7 separate regions of the Sus scrofa genome follow, and all the other regions are linked to region 1. The links are chromatin contacts, called in public HiChIP or PLAC-seq maps. All regions are on one chromosome and are shown on one strand. Each heading gives the region's core, a stretch centred on a gene start, on an enhancer-like site or on the middle of the called end of the contact. The rest is flanking DNA. Distances are from core to core; before and after follow the strand shown.

Region 1 (3,881 bases), core at 525-3,024:
GGCAACAGGCATAAAGTAGGAAGGTAAACCAGGATACATGGTCACCTTAGCCTCCAGGGCTAATATCAGCAGTGAAGGGGCCCCATTCATGGAGAAATGTCCACTCCATAAGAAGGATGTAAGCATCAAGATGACATAACACAGGGCTGGCTGGTTATACTGACATTATTAAAAAGACCCAAGAGTTGAAAGAGAAAGCTATCACTTCTAGAGAGGGTAACTGGCATTTGAGCTGAGTTTTGAGGGATGCAAAGGATTTAAATGTTTGGTAGTGAGAGGTCACATAGTCTTCTGGGTGATTTACGGAAAAAAAAAAAAAAGAAGAAGAAGAAGAAGAGGAAGAAGAAAAAGAAGCCAAGGCACAGGGGCAAGGGAGCACAGGCCTCTGTGGAACATGGTGAGGAAGCAGAGTGGAACTGCTGTGGTGACAGTGGCAGGCATGGGGAGACCAGGCAAGGACAGGGCAGAAGAGTGCTGATGCCGGGCTGGCCTTGATTCTAATTGTGTGGACACCACCAAGGGTGAGATGTCCTCCTTACCTAAGTGAGGTTGCACAAATCAGCTTTCTTGGACTTGGACTTGGGGTGAGACTACCCAGATGTCCAGACTCACAGACCACAGACTGCTGCTGTTCTCACCAGGTCAACTGTCTTCCCTCCAACAGGCGAGGGAGTCTCATCATTTGAGGAACTGCACCACACCTCTCCTGGTTTCAGCACTTTCTCTCTCCATCCAGCCGCTGGAGAAGTGGGTTTGGAAGTTAGGGGGAAGTGTCTGTTTGGTAATCCAACAGGACTGGACAGCTTGCAGGGGGTGGATTTTAGGGGCTATCCCCTTGTGAACATTCAAACCTTTGAAGCTTCATAGTGCGACTACTTATATTCCTATTTTTCAGAAGTATACACAAGACCAGAAGAAGCTGGGACCTTGGGGCTATCAGAGGAGTCAAGAGAGGGAGACTATCTCTGTATCTGTGACGCTGAGCAGAGCTTTGCCATTTGTGAGTGACATTCACATTTGGGCCTCACAAATTTTGCAAGACAGGTCAGTAAGGTGTTATTGTGGCCAGCAATTGACATAGAAGGGAATTAAGGAGCAGACAAATGGATGACTCATCCAAGGTCACACAGCAAATGACAGAGCTCAAGTCTCCTGGAGCCCCGCCATGTACACAGGCGGCAACCACACAGCCTGCCCTCAGAAAGGCAATGAGGAGAGGAAGGAGGTGGACTGGGAGGAGAGGAGGAGGAAGGGGAAGCATCATTGGAGAAGAGGAAAGGCAAAACCCTTCATTCTAGTTGTGAGGTCTGGGATGGACCTAGAATCTTCTCCCTTAATCCTTTCCCATCTCACTCCCAGGTTTCCTCTCAGACCCAATAAAACGCGTCCGAGGCTGTGCAGTAGGGAGGCGCTGCCGGGTAATGTCTTTCCTGAGGCTCTAGCTGGGCCCCCTCGGGGAGGCCCAGCCTTTCAAAGGCTGCTTGTACACTGGGACCCGATGCAGGGGCGGCTGGAGGGCTTAGGTCAGGAGGAGGGGCCGAGTCTGCCTTTGGTGCCTAGAAATCAAAGCAGCCAACCTTGGGCTTTTTCTTCCCCTCACACTGAGGCACTTTTATTGGCGAGATGAAGGGAGGCAGAGCGGGCCTACAGTCCTCGCTTTGCTTTTGGAGGTTAATGACCCAGTTAGCAGCTCTTGGCTGCGTTTCCGACATTTTGCAGACATCAAGCCCCGCGTCTCTGCCAAGTACATTCTGTTCCCTGGAGCTCATCCAAAGCATCTCAGATTACTATGTAATGCGACAGAGGGAGAGGTGGCTGGGAGGGGCCGCAGGGAGGGCGGGGGAGCGAGCAGGAGCCCGGAGGGCGGGGCGCCGAAGCGCTGGGGCGGGGTGAGGGGGATGCCACCCCACATATAGCTGCCCTCCTGGACACGCAGCCCCAAGGTGCTTATTTGCTGCACTGGAGGGACCCCAAAGTGAGGCTGCGGAGGCCCCCGGCGTCCAGGCAATAAGAGAAAGAATCCTCCGACTGAGGGCCAAGCTCCCAACCCAGGGCGGGGCTGAGGTAGGGGCCGCTGGAGACACCCGGCTGGAAGGAAGGGGAGCGGACGAAGGGGAGGGGCTAAGGGGATAGGCCCCGCCCCTAGGCCCGTCCCCCTGTAGCGCCAGCTGCAGCCGCAGCCTGTGCTCTAATTATAGACGTGAATGGAAAGCGGTAGCTTTTGAATGATCGTGTTGCTCCGGCTGCCTTTGGAGGCTGAGGAGCAGGTGCTGCCCCGCTAGATACAAAGTGATTCATTTAAAAGCCCTCTGTCACGCATGCACGCTCACCGACGTACACGAATCCTCTGGCTCTCTCTCGCACCATCGCCAGGCAGTGGTTCCAGAATTGATTTAGGAGACCCGGACCCTAGGGAATGGGACAGTGCCTGGAAGTCTTTTTCTTTCTCTTTCTCCATCCTTAGAAAACTCCCCATGGCTGAAAAGAACCTCAGGCCTTTTCAAGCTGTGGGAAAGTAGCATTTTGTTTTACAGATGGAGAAACTGAGGTTGCGAGAGAAACTGGGATGTATTTCTGGGCCACAGGATGTGTCAGTGCAGACAGCCCAGCTTCCTGATGGCCTCTCTCTTTCCCTCATCAGGTTGGAACTTCACTTCAGTGACATCCATTTCCAGGCATGGAGGCTTTGTACATGTGCTTCCCCCTCCTTTCCCGGTTCAGCTCCTCCCCCTTCCTACCCCGCGCCCCCATCCACTCCCACACAGACAAATTGCTAGTGCCAGCTAATTCTCAATGGTAGGTTTAATAGTTTTGGGCCTGGAAACGGAGCAACGTAAAAAACCATGCTCATTTTCCCATCAGTTAGATGTGAGTCAACCAATGTGCCCTTCCTCAGCATAACGGGGTAGGGAGGAACTCCCCAGGAGGCAAAGCCTACACTTGTCTTCCTCAGCATCTCAGGAACCCCTAGCACCCACAGTGAGCCCAGTGCTCTCATGAGCATCGTGACCTAATCCAGGCCACACAAGTGCAATAGAAAGTCACATGTCCATATCACAGAGTCTCTGCAGAAATGGAGTAGAAGCAACTTGCTCACAGTCATCTGCTGGTGAGTGGCAAGCTGGGAGCCAAATCCAGGACTGACACCCCTTTCCTGGGTTCTGTTCAGTACTCATGCTATGGTCTACACTGGGGAGCAAGGATCCACCTGGTCATGGAAGGGGGTCACTCACAGTGTCCTGGGTTTCTCTAAGCTGGCTGCTAGCCTCCTCCCCCCACAATCTTGAGTCACTGCTACCTTATTCTCTCCTCCATCCTAGTCCACAGCATGCAACGAGGCACAAATGGCTACTGCCTTTCTAGGGCCAGAAGTCTTCAAGCCCTCTCACTGCTCCTGACTCTCAAAACAATGCCAGTCTCACTCACTTCTGGGACTTGGCCTAGCCCCTTACCTTGGCTGACCATTCTGGATTTAACTCTTTGCCTATGTCTCCCCTGTGCCCTCCAAATTTCTACCAGATGGATGAATAAAGAAGTGGCAACCAGTACCATGCTGAAAAAAAGAGAGAGAGAAAGAAGGTGTGAAAGACATTTTCATTGTTTTTTTTTTTTAATTTTTTAATTTGCCTCTTGGAAGCAAAGTCTTAGAACCCATAAAGCCCCACCTTGCTCAACACATACCAGGTCCAGCCCAACACACTGTGCAGAGCAGCCCCACAGATGTTAAAGCATCATAAACCTTTCACATGGCTGTGGAAATTTCTCTAAACCTAGTCTGGCCCTAGTCCTGAAACTTGAGAGGTTCTTGAGAGGTTCAAGAACGTGAGCTTTGCAAGTACAAGCTCTGCCCTGATCAGGTGTACAATATTGATAAGTTGCTT
Region 2 (3,881 bases), core at 591-3,090, 250 kb after region 1:
TCTATGCATCAGTGCAAAATGTAGATAACCACAGAACTTACATTTTAAAGGACTGTCTGGAGGATGACGAGTTAATAAAGTATATAGAACAGTACTTGACATATAATAAGTACAATATGAGTACTTGATAAATAAATAAGTACCTCTTCTGAGGCACTGATTACTATCTAGGCCATAGTGTAGTCATATGTTTTCAGCACTTTATTGGAACTCTTAAGTGTTGGCTTTATTAATAACGTCCATACTTTCTTTCACAGCATGGACCCAGGACCTGACCCAGAGAAGGCAAAGAGTAAATGTTCACTGAATTGAACTGCATTGAACTACTGAAAATCAATACCACATTCCTATGATTCTGCAAACAAAACAGCAAAGAGGCTTTGGCTGGGTTTGAACACCTTTGTTCTCCTATAGCATGCATGTTCCCAATAGCACACAGAGAAAACTAGTAAAAAAGGAAATTTTGTTTTCAATGTTTTATAATTTTGGTCTCATATTAACATGCCTCAGGGAATAAAATATGTATTTACATAAAATTTCTGGTAATGGCATCTTGAAAAGTAACTAAATGAAACAACAGATTCTATTTGTTGAGGGCTCTGTTTCTCACAATAGGTATGTGATGATGTTCTGAAATAAGACCTGGACACCTGTTCCCCCAGTCTATCCATGAGCCACAGACAGGGAAGGACCTGGCTCACCTATGACTTCAGGAACACAACTATTTCAGAACCATGAAAAAACTCGGCATGCTTTAGGCCCACTGACATAATTCCCTGGGCAAGGTGAAACATAGGTGTTCCATAATGTAAGAAGGCATACCTCCTTCTCCTTCTCTGCCAGCTTTCTCTCCCCAAAAAAGTCCTAAAGAGAATTTAACCAAAGGACATGGAGAATATTTCTGAAATCATCTAGGATACTGATTCTCAATGTGTTGTTCCTAGAACCTGGTGTTTCTATGATATCTGTATAACAGAGCTTCAGGTCAATTTCATATTTTAAAAAGCCTAAAATACACAGGCATTTATCTGGAGTTAGATTGTTTATTGATAGATCATCAACTTGGTGCTGTGACATTGGTTATGTATGTCACTCTACACTGTTTGATTGGTCACTATGTATGTGTTTGAAGTGTAAAAGCTGGAAAAAGGAAGGCACATTTCCTTATATTAATGCTCTCAGTTGCACAGAATCTTTGGCACAAGGGGTCCTAATTCCAGAAGTAAAATGTGGTCCTTGTGGTAATGAAAAGATCCAGCATGAGGTTTAAATGACACAAAAACTCAGATTTTCTGACAAAGTCTAGTGTTTCTTTAAATGTGTCATAGCTGGTACTTCTGACTGGATGGTCCTTGCAGGAATGTTACTGTGTCCACATCTATATTTTACGTATAGTACCTTTGCATCTATAGAATAAGGTTTCTTGACCCTCCCACTGTTCCCTTACATTGGCTTTCTTATTATCATAGGCTATAAACATACAGACAACTAGAAACACAAACACAAACCGCCCTCCCTACCACAACACACACAACTGTGATTTCCTAACTGACCATTCATTTACATAAACTTATTTTTAAGAAATTTCAAGGGGTTTCCCCTCATTTTTGGCCTTGTGCCTGTCAGATTAGGAAATAATCAGAGTGCACAATCAAAAACCCAAGTGGGCAAGGCAGATGGACAAAAAAACAGCAGTTTGACAAGCTGTTTCCCTAGGAAACCAGGCAAAAAGCAGGATTTTGACCAAATATAGAACTGGCAGTCAAAATGTAGAAATAGAAACTTTGAGTCGTGGACGGGTGGGAAACCCCAACAGCTCGTCTCTGCAAACCACACACAGGAGGTGAAATCAAAGCAGAGGCGTGTTTCATTGGGTGAATCCAGTAAGTTTAGAGGACATGCACTTCCAAAATGATGATTCCAGGAAGAGAAGCTCACATGGGTCTCCAGTGAGTCGCCTGAGTCATTTATGAGAAAGGAAAAGGGAAAGAAATGAGTCCTACTACACTGAACAGCCCAAGTCCATGGACTATAGCCTGACTCACGGTCAAATGGGGGATCAGTTTCATGAATGTGTATAGACATCCTTTTTACCCTATTATGATCTGTCTGAGTGAAAAGAAAAAAGGCCTCAGGGAGTTCATGGGTTACTCACTGCCATGCCATAGCATCTGTGACAATTGGTGACTTAAGATCTCCTTTGTACAGTTTTTTACTGACTCATCTCTCCCCGCATGGGCTTCAGATATAAGCAAATGCCTATTTTCTCTTGTACTTTAATGTAGGAGCCTATATCACTGTATACCTTATTCCCCTTTGTAGTCATACTGTTTTAAGATAAAAGAAAAACAGAGCGGTGTCTGAGAATAGAAAGTGATTGTTGCTACACCTCAATTTGCTGCCAAATGTGTGCAGTTTCTTCCATGCATTAGGGCCTTAAGGGGTGTCCTTTCCTGGTCAATGTGTATGTATCAAACCTGTCTACAATGATTGGGCAGTGGAATGGACAGCATGTGATCTCTGGCTCCTGTTTCAGTGAAAAAAAAAAAAAAAAGATATTTCATTGAGATTTCATGGGGATTACTGACATTCTTGGACACTCAGCATAACTTAGCAATTTGTATGTATGTTTTCTCTGTTTGCCAATATGAGCTACAATTAAGGGGAATATGAACTTTTTATAACAGGCCAGCCTAGTCCCACTCCTGAAATGCCTGCTGTTCTGCTTCCTTTAAGCCCTCTGCACTTGCCAAAGGGACCAAAGGGACCATGACAAATTCTGCTGAATGTCCCTTGAATTTGGCCTGACCAAGCAACAGCCCTGACAGGAAATGGGGATGGTCAGAGCAGGGAGGGTCTAGAAGGAAGAATTAACAGGAGACTGGAAAAGTACAAGCCGAGAGCTGTGTGTGTGTATGTGTGTGTATGTGCGCAGATGCATGCGCACACGGGCATGCGCTGAAAACTATGCTAATAAATGCAAGAGAATGGAAAAGAAATGCTTCTTTTTCTAAAAATCACACAATCTGTGTTATCATTGGATTGAAAAGTCAGTAATTTCTTGTGTACTCACCATGCATTTAAATGTGGAAACAAATTTTCTTTGTGTGACTTTTCTTGCTTTGCTACTAATACAGAAAATTCCCAGAAGGCAGAAAGAAAAAAGATATGGAAATAGAAAATGTGAGTTCAAGTCTTGGTTTTGTCAATACCTAGCTATGGGACCTTGAGCAGTCTCAAGGCCTCAGTTTTGCTATCTGTAAAAGAGGAAGACAAACATTGTATTGTATTCATCTCACAAGGTTATGATGACCAAAGAGGCACTATCTTCATTCATTCACCTAACAATTATTCCCCTTTGTCAGCACTGTTCAAGAATTTGGGGATATAGTCATGAACATGGTAATGTCTTTACCTTAAGAGAGTTTACATTTATGAGTATGCAAAAAGCATATGTGTGTGTGTGAGAAAGAGAAAAGGAATATACATACACATTAAAAAGATACACATGGCAGATAAACACTACACACCCATGCATCCAACATCAGGATAATGATGAATACTAAGGGATTAAATGTAATAAACTACACGGTAAAATGGCATTCAAGGAAAATATTATTTATAGCATTATTACATTAGGGCCCTAAATAGAAGCCTTCTATAGTTGTGATATATTCTTCCCCCCTCCCTCCTTCCTCCATTCTTTCCTTCCTTCCTTCCTCCCTCCATCCCTTCCTTCTTTCCTCCCATAAATACTGGTTAAATGCATACTTTGAGAATTGCATTGGGGTGCAGGCTCATAAGGGAAGTAGATACATTAAAAGCAGTTCCTGCCCTCAGGAAGCTGGCAGATGCCATAAAGATAAGGCATTATTTCAATC
Region 3 (3,881 bases), core at 950-3,449, 230 kb after region 1:
CATGCAGAAGGCTAAAGAGGCTGAGCATTTTTTTTTTTTTTACGTTGGTCATTAATCTTAGCTCTGAGATTTTATTTCATTGCTGGACAATTTGGATTGGAGACTGGACAGCAGTGAATAGACTATGGCATGTGCTAGGAGACAGGGACAAAAAGTAGAGCTGCATGCTGGCATCTGAAGAATCATTACCTCATTTAACTCATTGTCAGGTAAAGAAATTGACACCCCAAGGACCAGGGAAACGCTAGTTAGAATAAAATCAGGGCAAGGGCCCATCCTAGATTCATTCATGTACCCTATAAACATTAAATGTTCAGCTTAGGTTCTCCACTAAACTGCAAGTAATGCTTGCCCTAGAGAGTCACTGTGAAAGTTAAGGAAGTTTTTGAATCATTCACATTTCTTTTGCTTATTAGTTTATCTGCACATTCTTACAGTGTCTATTTTGTGTACCCTGGGAGGTGCACAAAGATGTATTCACAGTCGTTGCCTTTGAGAGACTGGATTCTAGCAGGGATGAGAAAGAGAGAAACATAGACAATTACTTATAAAAAGTACACTATATTGGTGGGAGTGTTTATACAAATGAACACTGCAGGGATGATTTGCTAATATTAAGCTTAATACTGTTCATGTGCTATCCACTTTAAGGAAAATTTTACAGAAATACATAACAACATAAAATTATTGTGGCTAGAGGCAGTGAAGGGATACACACTGTGGCCCTGGCATTATGGTTGGAGGTAGAGATTTAACTTAGGTGAACTTGTGAACCTTTCAGAACTTCAGATCCTCTTCTATAGAATGGATTTGACAATGCTACCCCACAGTCTGGAAGAATTAAAATGAGATGACTTGCATTTCATGCTATATAGAGCTTAACTACTTTCAAACCATAGTGAAAATGGGACTCTGGATTCCCTAACCTGCCTCTAAGAGAGGGTACTATTCCAGGTCAACATTGAAGATGAGATGGGAAAATTACCTACACCTTTTTTTTTAAAAGTTTGTGATTAAGACAGAACTTGAGCCAGAAATTCGGTATCACCTGATTCCAAATTACATGCATTTTATTCAAAAAAACCTTGCTTTCCATAGAAAAAGTGCTAAAAAAAAGTATGAAATATTACCTTTAACATTCATGGTGTTGGCTGTTTTAATTTAAATCAACACTAGTAAAGAAAAATCTGATAATTCCTGCTTCCAGTTTTAGGATGAACCTTCAGGGAATAGATATTATTTATCATTCTTTGGCCCTAATATCTGCTTTCTTCCCTTTTAGTATAAATAAAGGCAACCTAGAAAGTCAAGTCCGTTGCCTGTAAATCAAAGCCAGCAATTCACATTCTACCTTTGGCATTCTACTTTCAAGCAGAAATTTCAAAGTACTTACCTGTCAGTATTATACAGATTTTAAGAAAAATATGTATATCACTCCTTTGATTCTACAAATGCTCCTTCCTATTTGCTGGTAGTACTGTCTCTAAAATAACACATTTGGAAAGGCTTGTTTCTTTTAGATTCTAAACTCATATAAAACTGATCTTGGATTGTGAGCATTTTTTAATGAATAAAGACCCCGAGACCCTGAGAGATCATCTCGTCCAGTGTTTCCGGACCTTTTTTGGCTATAGAACTCTCCTCGCCTCCAGCTTCCAGTGGGTAATACTTAACATCTGTGGAAGAGACAGTGGTAAAAACACAAGTGCTTTCTGGTTGTCTTTCACACCCAGGAAGATGTAGCCCAGGACTTTTTTCAGGGTTCAAATTCCGTAAGTAGTAATTTAGTAATTTCCTCAGTTGGATGAAGAGACCCCTTTCAATTTCTCTCTCCCAGGAGTGCTTAGGACTCAACATATCCCAAGAAAAAATAATAACTGCGTCCAATTCATTTTTTAATAAACAACTTCAAAAATTGTGTATAGGCGATAGAACACAAGTTGAAAATTTGTAAGCAGGGGTCAGGGAGGGCTGGCACGGGATGTTATATTATTTTTATTTCTTCAAAAGTGGAATTATGAAGAGTATCATTGGCTTTTTCATCATGGCATAATAATGATTCCTTGTATCTGTGTGAAGCTTTCCAAAGTGCCTGCTTTCACATACATATAATTTTAAATGTCTGTACAACAGCCCTGTGTGAGATGTAATCCTGTTTTATGGATGAGGAAATTGAGGCTCGGAGAAGATTATTGAGCAACCTTGTGGAAAGCACCAGCCTGAGAGACGGCAAAGCCCTGGTCGAGACCTGGTATGCTGAGTTGGGCGTGTTTCTGCTCCACTTCGGTGCTCTCCGGGGTCCTAAGATGTTGTCTCCAAGCCCTTTTAACTCTATTATTCTGTAGTCATTTGGATTTTAAGCTACTGATTGTATTCTCTAATATACAAAGATGTTCTCAGAGTGGAGGCTTACTGCTAAATACTGAAACAAAAAACTATTAAACAAATAGAAATACAGCCTCTAGACTTTTCTAAGAAAGAGACATTCTTATAAGTATCAATTTTATTCAGTAATATGTGTATCCTTTGAACTGCCTGAACCTCCTAAGTCAGTCAAACATTATATGACCTGCAGATGAGTTATTGAGAAATAAGTTTCAGAGAACTCCTTCAAAATTCTCTTAACATACCTTTCCAAAAGGAAATGCCAAGTGCTAAACACCATCATTCTAAAGTCAAATTATTCAGGATTCCTGCCTTTGACAACTCGGTTTAGGAAGAAAAAGACGAGAAAATAGATAACTATGATAAACTGTAAGTACAGAAACACAGGTATTAATTCAGTGTTCTGAGATGGGAGAAGGTTGCCAGAAAGGAGGTGACCACTTGGTTTCATATTAAAGAACAAACTAGATTTCACCAGATGAGAGAAAGGAAGGAAGGAAGGGAGGGAGGGAGGAAGGAAGGAAAAAAGAGAGAGAGAATAAAAAGGTAAAGATATTCCAAGAATAGTATGTATAAAGCAACATATATATTAGCAAAAATGTTAAGAAATAGAAGAGGAACAGAGGTAAGATGAGGCTAGAGAAATGGACTGTGGTCAAAACTGTTTCGGGGAGTTCCCGTCGTGGCGCAGTGGTTAACGAATCCGACTAGGAACCATGAGGTTGCGAGTTCGGTCCCTGCCCTTGCTCAGAGGGTTAACGATCCGGCGTTGCCGTGAGCTGTGGTGTAGGTCACAGACGCGACTCGGATCCCGCGTTGCTGTGGCTCTGGTGTAGGCCAGTGGCTACAGCTCTGAGTCGACCCCTAGCCTGGGAACCTCCATATGCCACGGGAGCGGCCCAAAGAAATAGCAGAAAGACAAAAAAAAAAAAAAAAAAACCAAACTGTTTCGGGCAATAGAGAATCATTGGGAAATTTAAAAATGGTGGACTACTACTAAAGTCATGCTCCTGAAATATGCCTGCTGGCAAACATCTTAAACACTAAAGTCAATGATGTTTTTAAAGATGCAACCAGACATTATAGCATTTCCGAGTAATTTAACTGCTAATATGCTTTAAAAGAACTCTGATATTTACAATGTGAATTTGCTAACTACTCACCATAATTTGTTTCCCCTTCCTCTGAGCACACAGCTAGACTGTATTTTCCATTCTCCTTTGTGATTAGATATGACATAGGAAGGAAGGAGCTGACTTGTGGAGATGAGCCATGCACTGCCTAGGCTGGCCTGCTTCCAGCTGCTCCAAAAGGGAGACTGGATGGGAATAGGCTCAAAAGTTAATGATTGAAAGGGATAGGACAGTGGTTTATATTCTTTGTATTCTTCCACAGTTTCCTTTTTCTACAATAAAGATTTTTTCCCTCAGATTATGAAAAAATCATTCCCCCCCCCCTGGCTTAAAAGTGTCAGGAAACAGAAAATGACCAAGAAT
Region 4 (3,881 bases), core at 825-3,324, 180 kb after region 1:
TTCCAGTCTCTGTAAAAAATCCATGATGATGACTGCCTTGAAGCCCTGGCCACAAAGGACAATGATAGGAACAGTCATCATTAGGAGCAATGATACAATAGCACTAGAACCAGCAGGTCCTGCTTCTTTCTCCCTCCAACTATAGGAGGTAGAAGACAACGTGAAAATGAAGAGCTTATTTTATTTAGGACCAGACATGTACGCTCCGGACCCTCCTCTAAAGATTGTGGTCAGGGGAGTTCCCATCGGGGCGCAGCGGAAACAAATCCAACTAGGAATCATGAGGTTGTGAGTTCGATCCCTGGCCTCACTCGGTGGGTTAAGGATCTGGCGTTGTTGTGAGCTTCAGTGTAGTTCGCAGACATGGCTTGGATCTGGCGTTGCTGTGGCTGTGGTGTAGGCTGGCAACTGTAGGTAGCTGTGATTAGACCCCTAGCCTGGGAACCTCCATATGCCTCAGGTGCTGCCGTAAAAAGCAAAAAAAAAAAAAAAAAAAAAAGAAAAGATTGTGGTCAGTGTGAGGGAAAGAGGCAGCTGTGTCGTTGAAGCAGTTATGTAAGATTTATTTTCACCAATGGGTACTAATAGAATTCAGTGCTGAAAATTCAATCCTGATCCTGAAACAATTTGTAGACCCCAGAGCAATGATAATCAGGATTTATTCAGCACTTATTATCTGCGAAGCACTGTTTTAAGTATTTAAATATATTACCTCAAGTAATCCTTCCAACAATCTGATGACGTAGGTCCTCTCATTATCTTCATCATAGCTAAAGAAATGGCAGCCTGCAGATTAGGTAACTTGCCCAAGACCACAGAGTTAACTATTGAAGCTGCAATTAGGGGCCAGGCAGTCCAGCCTTAAAGCCCACTTAACCTGTCCTCTAACTTTAGAATTCCAAAATCCTTAAAAAACATCCGGCCTGACAGGAAACTTGCACAAACCTTACAACATCCCTAATAGGAATATTAGTATCTGTTTTGGCTAAAGCAAGATTTCGAGTTAATTTTTACACATAGACATTTTCATAATCTGGCTATTAATTTTTAATCTATTCTTCTATATTTAAAATTTGTTTCATGATGGATCTGTTAACAGGAAAAACAATGTTTACTAGTACTAGTAACTGCTACTGTGGTGATTTTTGACATATGATTAAAATGTGCTCTTTGGTAACTCTCATGGGAACTTCTGTTTCCCTCAGTCTCCACTTAAAGTTGAAAAAACTTTAAATTTGCCCAGTTGCTTTTAGTTTTATTGCTGGGAAATCTCCAAACATATTCTGGTTATTTAAGAGCAACCCTAACACTGGGTTTTCCTGAATTGTATTTCAAATCCACAGTCTTCTCCTTATAATAGTAACAAGTGCACCTTATATTTAACGTTGCCTTATAATAGTAAATGTGTTTTCCCATCTGATACTGCCAAAAGCGCAGAATGAAAATTATAACATTAGTTCTTTTAAATTTCTAATAGATGAAAACTGAGTAATCCTGCAAGTTCACATAAAACTTCGTTTCCATGTTCTCATTTGAATCTTAACAATAACTAAAAGCCACGTAAGACAATTATCCTCTTTTAGAAAATGTGTTAACCTAGGAATAACCTTGTGCATGACTTGAGAGGTAGATAATGGAGAAGTTGGAAATCAAGTTCAGTTCATTTGACCCCATGTCTAGAGATCTTTGAACTGGACCACATTTCCTGTATGCATGGTGCTGGACCCAGAGATGATGATCTTCTTGCTTGATACTATGTCCCAGGGAAGCCAATCAGTCTTCCTGGGTTTTGATTTTTCTACTTGGTGCTGAAATGCCCATAACATATTTTAGGACTTTTAAAAGTCCTAAAATGTAAGAGCATGTGAAAACTTAGAAAACATCCCGTCTAATTTCTTTTAGAGAGGAAAACACAAAGGCTCAGATAGAGGCAGTGCCTTGATTAAGATCCTACAGGAAGCTAACAGCAGAAATGACACCTCAATTAAGGCCTTTAAGCTCTCAGTACAGCACACTTTCAGCTGCACAAAAGCATTCTCCACTTTCTACTTCAAATATTAGTTTCATTCCACTAGTAGGCGCTGTTGCCTGAGCATAAAGAATTTCTCCCTCCACATAAGGTAACGTTTCATTGTAAATGGAAGTATTGTGTGGGAATCTGCAGCCCACATAGATGACTCCTACATGATTCCAGAGCAAGGATAACTCCATTATCCTTCGAACCAGCACAACCACTCTGTTTCTGTCTGAAACACCTGGTATACTTTGGATTTGTACATCTGTATGTTCTAAAAATGGAAAATATGGCAGCAGGATGTAGAGTACTAGGTTTTGCAGAAGAATCTTGGGATCGGTGAAGGCCAGGCTCTGGTTTCTGTTTGACCATAGCTGGTCTGAACTGATTTGTTTTGTAAACTGGAGTTACATTCAATATTCATTTGCAGGTTTGTTAATAATAATAAATAACATATTATTATTCTTTTAAAGAATAAAAAAACACTTGAGTGGAATAAGTAGCAGATTTGTGGTGAGAAAAATTGGATTCTAGTCCTAGTTCTACCAGTGTGTGTGTGTGTGTGTGTGTGTGTGTGTGTGTGTGTGTGTGTGTTAGAGAAAATTTGGGCAAGCAATGAGGTGACTCAAAGTGTTACTGGGGAGCAACTAGGTTACTCAAAGTGTTACATATATTTTATATAAATAAAATTATAAACAACAATAAATGTAAGGAATTCCATAAGATATATCACTGTAAAATAAATTTCTATGAATATTAATACAAATAATGTGCACAACTGAGTAGAAAATATTTATGTATCTGGAGCTTGAATCCAGAGATCACATTCTAAGGAATTCCTATGCAAAAGTCACAAGATGGAATGCGGTACTGGATGTGAGTGGATAGATTTTGAGGATCTAAGCTTCTTGGCAATGCTGGCAGTGCCATTTATCTTCTCAGTAGAGTGGGCAGATGGATGCCATGAATATTTGACACATGATGCTACATCAGGGCTCAGAAGGAGACCCAGGCATGGAGTCTTAGACCTCAGGCCATCTTCGCCCTTGCGTGTCTGTAAAATGCTCATTGCTAAACTGCAGTCAGCATGGATTCCATCTCTGGCACTTGCATAGCAACACAGCTCTCTGAGTGCTGAAGTGACATCGTGGGAACAGTTATTAATAACTGTATGTATGCACACAGTATGTGGAAATATGCAAGTTTGAAAGTGATTAGCGCATTACTTTTAAGTAATATTTCCCACCAGGACTATGCTCCTGGAAAAATTCCTCTCTCAAAAATCTTGCACAATTGTCTGCTATCACTTACCAGAATGTTTGGGATAAAAAAAAAATGGTGTCAATTTTAAGGAAACACACTTCTCAATTTTCTTTGTTAACATCTGAATAAAACATGAGAAGGTTCCTACTTTTTCCCTCTCCCCTTTCATTCAGAGAGTAAGTCTCTCCACAGTCTTGCTTTGTGTGAGAGAGGAAAGTCACCCTTCTTTGCAACCTCCAGAATAGCACGATCACTGGGTTTACAGATAGAAAAGTTTAGATTCCATTCTAATAAACTCTACTATTATCATTTCAGAAGTATAGTGGAATGTTTAATAAATAAAAAAAAAAACAGCAAGGAATTACATTTCTACTTGTAGATACTAATAGTTCTGTGAGATCATGAGAGAGCAGCACAAAAAAGGCACAGAAAGTCCTAAAGGAAGTATTTAGTTGGGATTGAAGGAACCCTTTCTGGACCATATGAGAGTTTAAGAAAAAAATGGAACATTTCCTTAATGTGCCCAGGCTGGGCATATACTCTATCTCCTGCTACAAAATGAATACACTGAATCAAGTAGCAAGTATTTTTTAAGCACCTTTCC
Region 5 (3,881 bases), core at 623-3,122, 160 kb after region 1:
GTTCTCAGGGCATCTACGCATTCCTGACATCCTAAACATGTCTTTCCCCCTCTCATGGCATCCTATTTTCTCATAAATGTAGGACACTGAATTATTAAATAATCTTCAAGTTAAAAAAAAATATTTTTAAGACCTGACAGTATATCAGATGCTTGTTACTATGAAACACTCAAAAAGAGCACTTGCCTTCTTGCCTTGCAATAAAGATGATGCCAGCCTTGCCTGGCATCCTCTGATTCTGCAGGGAGGTGAGCAAAAGAGAGATCCAGGAAGTAAGTTCTTTTTTTTTTTTTATTTTTTTTAAGTAAGCCTGACTAGGGGAAGGAATTACCATGTCCCCATTCAAAGTCATCAGAATATCAGAGAATTTCCACCCAAACTCCCCAGCAATTTTCATCTACAAGTTGGGCCTGTGCATTTGCCCTTGAGTGCAACAGCTCTTATGATAATTCTACAGCTGGAAGCAAGACAGCTGGCTTCACTCTCACATCCTTCTTTTCAATTTTTTACATTTACATTTCAGCAATGACTGCTGACAGGCTCCCCAAGCCAAGTTCTCTTCTCTGCTTCTTATACACACATAGAGTCCCAAATCCAAGGTACAGCAAAGGACAAAGAGTCAAAGACTCTCTTAGGAGACACTGGGATCTAAATGGAAACCCAATTCCCCTCCAGCCACCCGCCCCAAATAAATATCAAAGCAACCAGAGGCACACCCGTTGGGACAAGAACTAAGGGAAAGAAAAAAAGAATAAAATGTGATAACCCCCACCCCAATAATGGTTTCAAATTCATAAGGGAATATGCCAAAAATCTCAAATGGCTATAACACCAATTGTAGAAGGTTAAAACCTATGAGAGAGGGAGAAATAAAAGCCTTGCATGTTCAGAAAAGGCCCCATCTATTTAGGGAAGTTCCAGGAAAGCTTTTTTAAGGTTGGATGAGATAGATTTTCAAATGGTGGAGATGGAGAAAGGTACAAGGCAGACAGCAGGCTGGGCACAGAGAGAGAAGGCTAAGATAGCAATGTCTGGGAGAAGTGTCCAGTTTGGCCCAGTATTGTAAAAGGAATGTGGAGGAGAGGCGTGTGGGGTAAAAGTGAAGTGTTTCAGGACTGCTTCTTACACGAGCTGGGCTGGAGGTCTAGGCACATAGATCTCAAATCTGGGTGTGCAAAGGAACCTTCTCCAAGAGCCTTATAAACAATGCTAACTTCCTGGCTTCTTGTGCAGGAATTCTGGGGAGTAGTCCAGAATTTTGTTTTTAATGAGGACTTCAGGGTGATTCCAAAGCAGGTGGCCTCTGGCACATTTTGGGAAAACCAAGCTCCCTGAGGCTCATGACTGGTGACTGGTCCTCAGACTCTTCAAGCTCTCAAACCAGCAGTGTGCAGATAACATTCTGGAGACTGAAACATGGAAGAATAACTGTCCTTTGGGGATTCAAGCTACACAAACTTCTCTTCTGCAGGTTCTGTACATATGTTCCTGAGCCTCAGTCTATGCAGTTATTTACTGCTCAGAGCCTCCACACTTTGAGTTTTATTCAGCCCCATCAGCCTCTCTGAACCCTCACTTAGCCACTGGGGTAAGAAATACCATTTTCATTCTATTTGTGAGGAAATTTAAGCTAAAAGAAATGAAGTGAATGCAGACTAGTGTCTGAAGTTAAATTCCATATTCTTTCTCTAAAAATATTTGCTGCCTCATCTCAGGCCCCCTAAATGAAAGATTGAATATCTTACTTAGGACTCTTCCAACTTATTTTCTGGTTTATTTTTAAGATCAGTTTGAAAGCATAATCTCTCTCTCTCTCTCTCTCTCTCACACACACACACACACACACACACTCTCTCTCTCTCTCTCTCCTTTCCTCCCTCTATCTCCTCTGCCCAAATCTTTAATTCTAATCGAAAATGTATTCATTTTTCGGTTCTGAGGGTACAGTCCAGTTAAAAAGACCCTACTAATACAGATTTTGCACTGTACTGAGTAATTATCATTCCTTCATCCTTTAGGAGATATAGGATAAATATGAAAGAAAACAAGGAACAGACTCCTTCCCCATTTTCTTTCCAACCTTTTATCTATCTCTAAAGTAGGAAGTTTACTGAACCACTGCCAACAATTCACTCAGCCTAATGAAGTGTATAAGTAATAGGATTAAATAATCTTAAACCATTATTACAGCGGCCTGATGCTGACATTCATCCAAACTCTGGCAAACACCAAGTGGTGAGTTCATGCTTGATTTAAAAATAAACAAACTAGGGCAGTGGGAAAGTTCTAGCATAAAGTTTCAGAGGCATGTAACCTGGAAATCTGAGACTCTCCATTCTGGTTAGGGCTGAAGCAACTTCTGTCTTATGTCTAAACTCTCCAACCAAAATTTATGCAATCCAGTATTTTCTAGGGATGTTACTCTGGGCCCTGTAGTCACATATGGTTAAACCTCTCATGTCAGTCCCAAAGAAAGCAGTTCTTTGAAGGCATCATCAAGGCTCATGGTTTCTATTCCTGCCTCTGACATTAATAAACCATATAACCTCAGGCAAATCAGTCAGCTTTCTCAGGCTTTAGGTTTTCTCAGCTATAAAATGACGTTATTGAATTTCTAAGGTTCCTCCTGGCTCTTAAAAAGCATTCTATCTCTATGACAAGAGAAAAAAGTAGAGTTTGGGATAGCAGACTGTGGCAAAAGGTATGTCTGGCTAGGTCTCTATTATTCTGGGCCATCTTCTTCCAGGTGGGAGCCTTACTACCCTTTCCAGGGAGGGCCGTATAGCCTGCAGGGATGTGGTGGGCAGTAATGAAAATCAGCAAAGGGCTAGGGGCTCTATAGGGGAAAAGGCTAAATAAAATCCATCAGCAAAGGACAGTGCAGTAACTATTCTCCCACTGAAAGTTGAGCTGTTGTATAATTACAGGGTGATGATATAAATGCCTGTTAAAGTGAGAGGTGCTTTCCAAAGCATATTCAATCCTCCAATCATTTTGCTCCTGAGTTAATTATCCCTGTAAAATTTTATAGCATTCTTCACTTAGATCATTTACCCTTTTAAAGGTTTACCTAGGTATTTTGTTTTTGTTGCTTCTTCATAAAGATTTTTTTCCCATTTTATTTTCTAAATGTAAATTTCTATTTTGATTTTGCTAGGTTACTAATAAATAATTTAGGTTTCCTTAGATTTTCTTAAATAATTATCATATAATTCATACATATTTATACACCCTAGTCTTACAATTTTGAGTGAAAAAGTCTCAGAAAAATAAGTATGATACAATACATTCATTTAAAATTAAGAAATACTATATGCAAACAACACAACATATATATTAGAGATAATATATAATAATATATATCATATATAAAGTATGATATATATAATATATATATTAGAGATAATACATAACATATACTATATATAATATATATTAGAGCTAATATATAATAATATATGATATATATTACATATTAGAGATATGCAATAAAACTGTACAGAAATGTATGTTTTATTTGTTTTTTTCTGTCTTTTCTAGGGCTGCACCTAGAACAGCACATGGAGGTTCCCAGGCTAGGGATATAATTGGAGCTGTAGCCGCCTGCCTACACCAGAGCCACAGTAACGCCAGATCTGAGCTGCATCTGTGACCCACACCACAGCTCACGGCAATGCCAGATCCTTAACCCACTGAGCGAGGCTGGGGATCGAACCTGCAACCTCATGGTTCCTAGTTGGATTCATTAACCACTGAGCCATGATGGGAACTCCCATGGATGTTAAAACAAATTTAGCATATTAGCTACCACTGTACAGGAGCCTTGAGAATGTGATTGGGGTAAGAACCTAAGAGATTTCAACTGGATTTCTAATATTTTA
Region 6 (3,881 bases), core at 870-3,369, 150 kb before region 1:
ATATCTTTCATTAGTAAAACTTTTGCAATGACCCATAAAATGATTCCTTTTCTTTTGGCCTGGTCTCACTGGGGAGAAAAAATGGAAATACAGGATATTCAAGAACTCTCATGAAAGCTGAGTGTCTTCCTTACAATGTACTTCATTGACCCTTCCTAGGCAGCCGTGCAGCCTGGGAGAGTGGAGAGAGCACTGGGCTGAAGGTAGCCAAGGCTCCTGTCCCAACTATATCATCAAATTACTTTATGTCCTCTGTAAAATTACCTACATTCTACATGTCTCTACAGCTCAATTTACACATCTGTAGAATATGTTAAAATAATGATACCTGCACTGTTTTTTCCTCAGGTTGTCAGGAGGCCTCAATGAGATAGGTTTGTTTTATGAACGATAACATTAGCAATGGAGACTGCCTGTTCTAAATATACATCTTAAACTGTTGGAGCCTCAAGGGGCCTTGAACACTGACTCATAGAACAAGCTCATTTTGCAGATAGGAAACCAAGTCCCAGGGAGGGCAGGCGACTTACCCAGGGTCACACAGGGGACAGAACAGAGCCAATAGATAAGTGTGTGCTCTTTCTTCTAAGCACCACTGTTTTGCAAAGGCCAGGGGCTGGGACCATGGCTGGAAAGAAATTATAGGCTGGAAAAAAAATTGTGGTTGAGTAGCCAAACTATAGTATTCAGAACCCCCACTAGCAAATCAAGCCTGCAGTCTGAGTAAACCAGCTAAAACTATTTACCCCATATTTCTACAAATGAGCAGTCTTCCTGTGTTTGTATCAAAGTGAGTTGGCCACAGCTGATGCTGGCAGGTCAGCTGCATGACTTCAACATACACTAACGCATTCTATGATGGTGAGTATTTTTACATTGATATCTTCATTGACTGGATTAGAAGTTCAGACATATTACCTTCACTCTCTCCTATAGATCTTCTTCTCTCTAACCCCAGGGGGAATGTTCTAGGTGGGAAGCAATGGGCTGATTGTACTCATACCACTTGTACACCAAATGTGTGTGGGAGGATTTCCCACACCAACCAAATCTCCAACACTAATGACTCAGAGTTATGGCAGACCCTTGGGTTAAGAGCTCATTTCCACAAGAGTCTCCTCACTTCAGAGCAAGTCTTACCATGTATACTTCAGATCAAACAGTTATAAATTCAGTTTGTTTCCACAACCCTCTCCTCATGTTTGATAATTTACCACAATAACTCACAGAACTCAGAAAAACACTATTTCCTATCATGGATTTATTATAAAGGATACAGATCAGGAATAGCCAAATGGAAGAAATGCATAGGACAATGTATAGGAGGAGCAGCAGGAAGGATTTACACCCTCTGGGCAGCTATCCTCCCAGTACATCAATATGTTCATCAACCTGGAAGCCCACCTAACCCCATTGTAGGGGCTTTTATGGAAGTTTCCTTACTTTGGCATGATTGATGAAATCATCGCCCATTGGTGATTAATTCAAGTTCCATCCCTCTTCCCTCTGCAGGAGTTGGAAGATAGGGCTGAAAGTTCCAGCCCTCTGATCATATCTGGTCTTTCTGGTGACCAGTCTCCATCCTGAAGCTAGATAGGGACCCCCAGCCACCACTCATCTCATTAGGAAAAAAAACAAAAGACATTTTTATCACTCAAGAAATTACAAGGACTTTAGGAACTCTATGCCAAGAACCAGAGACAAAAACATAATAGTGTATATTTCTTATTATGCCACAAGGACCACGATTTATTTAGGCAAGTGTCTCCTAACTGATCCTCCTGGTTCTTGCTTCTCTTTCATCCCCCCACCAACCTGCCACAGTAGGTGATATTACCTTCCCAGGGTGGCACTGTTTCTGCCCCTCCCCATGTCCGCAACACATAAGCAAGACCCAATGTTTCATTCAAACCCCTTTTGGAGATGGTCCCAATCTGTCTTTCAAGCTTTATTTTCTTCCACTCTCTTATTTGTACTGCCATACTCCAAGCTAAACCTTGACTCGTTGCTGAATCCTGAATACACATAGGCCTTCTTCACACTCATCTCACACCCTGGCAGACCATTCATCAAGGTCCACTTCTGTTTTCTTTGTACCCTCATAGTCGCATGCATTTCCTCTTTTTAGCACAATTTTCTTTCATCATGTCATGATGTGTATATTTGTCCCACTTCCTCATTAGATGGTCCTCACGTTCATCCCCCACAGCACTCTGCTTAGTGCCTGAAAAGCAAGTCTCAGGAAGTATTGAAGGAAAAAAAGATACAGACACCACACCAGAACTGAAGCCCACCATATTAAAAAAAAAAAAAAAAAAAAAAAAAAACCACCATTGGCTGAAGATGAAAGAATTTACATGCATCTTCAAGTCAGAGTTGAGTAGCTTGTTCTCCAGACAAGCACTTGGAAGAAGTTTTACCTGCTCCCCCTCTTGTCTGTTCAGTTGCCTAAGTTGCTTTGAAGTCTGTAAAATGGCAATATCTCCAATCAGAGCAGCATTTCCTTTCCAGACAGGAAGCCTGCCGCTAAGGAGAGAAGCCACGCTTGTTTTTGCGGTCTGGGCTGCAGCAGTGACTCATCCAGTAAAGCCAGAGTCTGTCTATTTTGATCTTTCTATGTTCAGAGTCTATTTACGGTTGTAATTTTCTTTCTTTCTCTTTCTCCCTTCCCGCCTCTGGTGACTTATCGGAATGGTCACACACATTTGACAAACGGAACCTATATAAGGAGAATGAGCTGGATTGAAAAGGCTTTCAGCTAAAGCCCAGGAATGAATTCTGTGTTTACAGCTCTGATGATAGGGTTCCAGTAATGACTTGGCCTTTTTCTCCTTGATTGAATATTCCCCTGGGCCTGCCAGTCTGGGCTCCTGTTATTTAATGAGGACATTGGAGCACAACCTCAAGATGTCTGCAAAAATGACCTTTTCTTTGGGCTCATTCCAAATGCAAAGAAAAGTAGAGCCCCAGTTAGAAAGGGCGCTTCTGGAATATAACTTTGGAAACCACTCTTTTCCCCAGAAGCTCAGAAACCTGGAATCGCACACTATCAGAGCCAGAGAGAACCATAGTGATGATCTGGTTACCAGTTTTCATTGTACAGACGAAGAAATCCAGGACCAGCGAGAAAAAGCAAGTCACCATAATTCACTGGGCAGGCACTATCACAACAAAGTCAGGCTTGGAACCTAAGTCTCTAGGTTATAGTCAGGGTACTGTTGAATGGTTTGAGATAGAAATTAACAGCTGGCTAAATGGTGGCCTAAAGAAAGGAAAAGCTTCTCTTAATTTCCCCTGTGTTATTCCCTGGCAGCTTGACTGTCTCCTTTAGCTATGCTCACAGTGAGAGACTAGCAGCACAAGGGAAGGAATTAGCCTCCAACAATAAGCTCAGTGTCTTGCTGTTGGCTTTAAAAGCCAATATAGGATTAGTATAAGAGTCCGTGGTGTGGAGTCTTAACTAGGACAACCTCAGAGGTCCCAGACTGGCCTCATTCACTCCACTTCTGCATGCTGGCTTCAGAGGGGGACTCATTTACTGACTGCGAGCATTCTTATAAAGTTTAAATGAGAAAATATGGTCAGAAAGTTCTGGGTAATATAAAGCTCTGTTCTACTTGTGAGAAGGATTATTATTATGAAGGAGTCATTAGACTCCTACCTATGGGTCTTCATTTCTTCAATGTGGTGATTTCAGAGTCTCCTGTTAAAAGAGATCCCCTAATTCTAAATGAAAGATTTTAAAAATTATTTTCAGCTATGTATTCTTCACATGCTCATTGTACACTATTTGGGAATTCAGAAACATATTTTAAAAAAAGAAAATCAACTATCTCTCATTGCCCAGTATATATATATATACTATATATATATGTATAGTA
Region 7 (3,881 bases), core at 797-3,296, 140 kb after region 1:
TCTATCTCTCTTCTATTGCCAAAGACCTTTCAGGAAAAGTCTGTGATGGATGGGTGGGGTAAGAAGTAATGAAATGGCTAGGCTTTCCTTTACATTTGGGAGAATGGGCAAAATCCTTAGCATGGCCTAAGTTCTTTATGGTCCATCTCCGAAAACTCGCCTTACACCACACTTCTCCCTCAGCCTCTGAGCTCTAAGCACACTAGCCTTCTTTCAGTTCCTCAGGTCAGCTCCACTGTCTGAGATGGCTAAACTCACTTACTCTTCCTGGCTCAGGGAAGGAGCACTTCCTCTGGAAGGCTTTCTTGACCCCTCCGTCTGGGTCAGATTCCTTTGTTTTAAGACCATCCTCTTTCCTTTTAAGACAATGGGCATTCTGTCCATCTCCCTTAACAGAGCACAAACTTCCTGAGAACAGGCTACTTGTCTGTTCTGGCTCACCACCAAATATCTGATCCCTGACGTGTGGTGGGCTCTCAATCACTAATTGTTGAATGATTAAATAAACATTTTCTTCCTCAAAAATAAGGTATATCCCCCAATTGTGGAGAGCTAGAGGTTAATTTACCTAGTTGGGGCAAATGGATTTTATTTCTTAGTTATTATTTTAAAGCAGACCAAGATAGAAAACATATAGAAGAATAAAAATAAATCATATTATGGTAAAGTGGTCTTTTAAATACTTTAAGCTAAAGAACACACAAGATTTGATTTGGAAAATTCCAGGAAAGCATACTGATGATGATGATGATGATGATGATGATGGCGGTGAAAGCATGCAGAGACTAGCTAAATGTACACCAAACCACTTCCTCTTCTTTGGGGGCACACAGTGGCTACATTTCCAAGCATTCTTTGCAAGTGTAGCCAAATGACTGAGTCCCGGTCAATGGAATATGAGCAGAAAGGAACATTACACCATATTTGCCAGCTGGCCCATAAACATCCCCACTAGGACCTCAGAAGTTCCTCAGTGCTGTGTCTTCCCTCTCCTGCCCAGTGTAGAGAATCTAGCATGGGACCCGTCAACTCTAGTGGATGACGGAGCCAGTGGACCGAATAAGGCAGAGCCCCATCCCCCAGTTGGAAAGCACCTGCCAGATAGCTGATTTTATCACAGAGAAATAAAATCTTGTGTTAAATCACTAAGGTGTGGGGGTTTATTTGTGACAGCAGTCAGTATTATTTGGCCAAACTAATATATAAGGCATGACATTAAGAAAGTTATATTTTTTGAGTTATCTTTCTCCCTAATGTTTGAGGTGAAAGCATAAGGGTAGATTTCAAATCTACTTCTAACTTGGCTTTTCTGTCCAGTTCTACTGCTCCATTTCTCAGTGGTTGTAGATTCCCAGGGATGCAAAAGAACTTAGGGCCATTATGTCCAGCTCCTAGCCAGTGCAGAAAGTAATCCTTGTCATCACAGGTCATCAACAGCCTCAGTCAAGACCTTCATAAGAGAGAAAGTGGGAGGGACCCTTGAGGTGGCTCTTTTCACCTTATATTCATTGTTACAAAATCCTTTATTTATGCTGAACCCCCAAATATCCTCTATGGCTTATTCCAATGACTTATTCTTTTAGCACTTAAAGAAATGGGTTTTAAAAACTATGTGTTCCTCCTTATCTTCTAATATAAATCCAGTAAAACATAAATTGGGAGGAGGATAGAGTGGTGGGAGACAACCACAGCCGCTTGAACTACAGGTGCAGAATATGCCAGAAAGTTTGAGAAAAGAAGTCTAAATTCACTTGTTACACTGGTGATCCTGGGGAACTAGGGAGTTATCTTCCTTAGAAATGAGCCATTAAAATAATGTCAGACTTCTATATGATATTTGATTATTAAATAATCTGAAGTAACGTACTTTCACCATCAGTACAATGGAAAAAAGAGACTTGAATCTTTTATCTTTATAATCTCTTCCTTCTAGATTTCTAAATAACAGAAGACTTCTCTGTGCCTCTGACTGCTATCTGCTAGCCCCTCTGAAGCTAACGGCCACCACAGCCAGGCTCGCTGTGATGTGGACAGTGCCCACCAGAGGGACTAGAGGCACACTCACAGTTCACAGCCCGGGTTCCTCCCCTCTTCAGAGCTTCAAGATTGCTGTGGCTTCCACTCTTTATAAAATTCTTCCCTCACTCCAAAAAGTGAGGAAGTTTTCAACTAAATGTAGCTTCATCTTTATCTTACTCTATCCACAGAGCTAAACTTGAATGTGGTGCCTCATGTATCCCAAAAGTCTTATTAGCAGAGTAGGGGACTCAGCGGAGGAACCCACTTTGATTTTACCTGATTTCTGATTTCAACGCACATTATGAGTGAGTGGGGAAGAGGAGGTACAGGTTCATCTAATCCATTCTTATTTGCTTTCTGCTATTTCTCCTCTGCCTCAGGGTCAGCAGGGTAAGTTTATTTACTCCTAGAAGAAATCTGTACATTTTTAGATGGTTTCCACTGCACTGCACTGTGTCATTGGGAGCCCTTCAGAAGAAGAGGGAACAAATAATTCTAAATTTCTGCCAGTGCAAATCTGAATTCTTAAGACTTTTAATAAGAGGTTTACTGAAACCCTAAACAGAAAGGTAGGATTTGCAGCCCTGCTTCAAAACTGGTAATGCCTGGCACAATCAGAGGTGGAGTCAGTGAGCCTGCATTAGGTGGGAGGAAAAAGGGTTATTATGGTGCCACTCCCTAAACCCATAAACATTGACTGACATGCCGAACCAATCCGACCAGAGCAGAAACTAGGAAAGATGGAAAACAAGTCTCAGAGTGAGAAAGATTCCAAGTATAGTATGATTCCAAAACTGTTTAACGATCTTGAAGGACATTAAACTGTCCATTCCTATCTTGTCCTAAAAACTCTGAACTTATGCCCAATCAGGCTGCACAGTGCTTGGGCTGAGGGGACAGAACAAGGGGATGGAGGCAGTGGGAAGGGAATCTAGCACAGGAGCAAGAGCAGGGTGTTCAGGCTCAGAAGATGTGGGGTTTGTATTGTCTAGAGCTCATTCACTCAGTGCGCACTGATAAAGCATCTTCTACATGTCAGGCACCAGGTTGTGGCAGGGGCTATAACAGAGTCTTCAATATATCGGAGGACAGAAACTTTCCCTGGCCTCAAAGAGTGGGGATGCAGACAAACCCAAAACCAGACTAAAAAGTAATGGGTGCTAGGAAGGGACAGCAAATCCCTATGAACTGTACACACCAGTAACACAAAACAGTCTTGAGAGGCCAGAGAGTCTCCACAGAGGAAGTGAAAAGACAACTGAGATCTGACAGATGGGAAAGTACTCTAGGCAGAGAAAGACTATGTGCCGAGGGCTGTGAGTGGACCAACCACAGTTAGACTGGAAAAGAGCAAGTGGCCCAATGTGATTAGAGTGGAGACAGAAGGAATGAGGCTGGAGATGCACAAAAGGTCTGTATTTGCTCAGCCACCATCAGGCACTCACTTATTCAACACAAGCTAACCTGCTGAAGGCCAGGGACAAAAGGTCCCACAGACGAGGGCACATTAAAATACATTAAGTTTTTCATTTATACACAGAATAACTAGAGACAGGGAGCACTGGGAAGAGGAACCCACTGAAGGGTTTGAATAGGGGAGCAACACGATTAGCTATGATTTTCAGAAAAATCATTCTACTGTTAAGAAGATATTCTGGAGTAGGAGGCAAATGTGAGTCTAGGTGGCAAAAGGGCCAGAGGGAGGTAGAAGTGGCCAAGCACTCCTTTGTCTCAGATGTAGGGCCTTTATTTGCAGAAAAAGGCACTTGTTGAGAAGTGACTGGGGGCCTCTGGAGCAGCTCACTCTGAGGCCTGTGCCCCAGGACTGCTGACACGTCACAAGGTGCAGGAAAGGCCAAAGA

Evidence for each region. HiChIP or PLAC-seq counts read pairs in DNA pulled down with a chosen protein or histone mark.
Region 2: a contact with region 1 is called in an H3K27ac HiChIP or PLAC-seq map of alveolar macrophages. The contact joins the enhancer-like site here to the promoter of TPRG1 in region 1. A contact is called at or near these places in 5 of 47 Hi-C or Micro-C datasets (adipocytes, alveolar macrophages, embryonic fibroblasts and 2 more) and 1 of 2 datasets of contacts at active chromatin or transcription factors (alveolar macrophages).
Region 3: an H3K27ac HiChIP or PLAC-seq map of alveolar macrophages shows a contact between it and region 1. The contact joins the enhancer-like site here to the promoter of TPRG1 in region 1. A contact is called at or near these places in 5 of 47 Hi-C or Micro-C datasets (adipocytes, alveolar macrophages, embryonic fibroblasts and 2 more) and 1 of 2 datasets of contacts at active chromatin or transcription factors (alveolar macrophages).
Region 4: a contact with region 1 is called in an H3K27ac HiChIP or PLAC-seq map of alveolar macrophages. The contact joins the enhancer-like site here to the promoter of TPRG1 in region 1. A contact is called at or near these places in 1 of 5 promoter capture datasets (liver), 14 of 47 Hi-C or Micro-C datasets (adipose tissue, alveolar macrophages, embryonic fibroblasts and 9 more) and 2 of 2 datasets of contacts at active chromatin or transcription factors (alveolar macrophages and skeletal muscle).
Region 5: a contact with region 1 is called in an H3K27ac HiChIP or PLAC-seq map of alveolar macrophages. The contact joins the enhancer-like site here to the promoter of TPRG1 in region 1. A contact is called at or near these places in 8 of 47 Hi-C or Micro-C datasets (alveolar macrophages, embryonic fibroblasts, epiblast stem cells and 5 more) and 2 of 2 datasets of contacts at active chromatin or transcription factors (alveolar macrophages and skeletal muscle).
Region 6: a contact with region 1 is called in an H3K27ac HiChIP or PLAC-seq map of alveolar macrophages. The contact joins the enhancer-like site here to the promoter of TPRG1 in region 1. A contact is called at or near these places in 9 of 47 Hi-C or Micro-C datasets (embryonic fibroblasts, epiblast stem cells, fetal skeletal muscle and 5 more) and 2 of 2 datasets of contacts at active chromatin or transcription factors (alveolar macrophages and skeletal muscle).
Region 7: an H3K27ac HiChIP or PLAC-seq map of alveolar macrophages shows a contact between it and region 1. The contact joins the enhancer-like site here to the promoter of TPRG1 in region 1. A contact is called at or near these places in 11 of 47 Hi-C or Micro-C datasets (embryonic fibroblasts, fetal heart ventricle, fetal skeletal muscle and 6 more) and 2 of 2 datasets of contacts at active chromatin or transcription factors (alveolar macrophages and skeletal muscle).

The regions. Positions count from the first base shown.
Region 1 is chr13:126,527,854-126,531,734 of Sscrofa11.1, reverse strand. It overlaps TPRG1 (tumor protein p63-regulated gene 1 protein), which reads right to left and starts at 1,774. Exons shown (of 7, transcript XM_013982282.2): 1 at 540-1,774.
Region 2 is chr13:126,274,735-126,278,615 of Sscrofa11.1, reverse strand. All of the region lies in intron 6 of LPP (lipoma-preferred partner), which reads right to left. Among named protein-coding and RNA genes, the nearest start is that of MIR28, 5.5 kb to the left of the region's middle. Within about 2 kb of position 1,840, at least 9 of the 83 cell types and tissues checked have an H3K27ac peak or open chromatin away from gene starts, as enhancers often do. A contact at or near this core is called in alveolar macrophages, where this site is marked.
Region 3 is chr13:126,294,404-126,298,284 of Sscrofa11.1, reverse strand. The region is part of intron 6 of LPP (lipoma-preferred partner); the gene reads right to left. Among named protein-coding and RNA genes, the nearest start is that of MIR28, 14 kb to the right of the region's middle. Within about 2 kb of position 2,199, at least 1 of the 83 cell types and tissues checked has an H3K27ac peak or open chromatin away from gene starts, as enhancers often do. A contact at or near this core is called in alveolar macrophages, where this site is marked.
Region 4 is chr13:126,346,239-126,350,119 of Sscrofa11.1, reverse strand. All of the region lies in intron 7 of LPP (lipoma-preferred partner), which reads right to left. Among named protein-coding and RNA genes, the nearest start is that of MIR28, 66 kb to the right of the region's middle. Within about 2 kb of position 2,074, at least 4 of the 83 cell types and tissues checked have an H3K27ac peak or open chromatin away from gene starts, as enhancers often do. A contact at or near this core is called in alveolar macrophages, where this site is marked.
Region 5 is chr13:126,366,677-126,370,557 of Sscrofa11.1, reverse strand. The region is part of intron 8 of LPP (lipoma-preferred partner); the gene reads right to left. Among named protein-coding and RNA genes, the nearest start is that of MIR28, 86 kb to the right of the region's middle. Within about 2 kb of position 1,872, at least 7 of the 83 cell types and tissues checked have an H3K27ac peak or open chromatin away from gene starts, as enhancers often do. A contact at or near this core is called in alveolar macrophages and skeletal muscle, where this site is marked.
Region 6 is chr13:126,680,924-126,684,804 of Sscrofa11.1, reverse strand. The region is part of intron 2 of TPRG1 (tumor protein p63-regulated gene 1 protein); the gene reads right to left. Among named protein-coding and RNA genes, the nearest start is that of TPRG1, 150 kb to the right of the region's middle. Within about 2 kb of position 2,119, at least 19 of the 83 cell types and tissues checked have an H3K27ac peak or open chromatin away from gene starts, as enhancers often do. A contact at or near this core is called in alveolar macrophages, where this site is marked.
Region 7 is chr13:126,385,401-126,389,281 of Sscrofa11.1, reverse strand. All of the region lies in intron 8 of LPP (lipoma-preferred partner), which reads right to left. Among named protein-coding and RNA genes, the nearest start is that of MIR28, 110 kb to the right of the region's middle. Within about 2 kb of position 2,046, at least 5 of the 83 cell types and tissues checked have an H3K27ac peak or open chromatin away from gene starts, as enhancers often do. A contact at or near this core is called in alveolar macrophages and skeletal muscle, where this site is marked.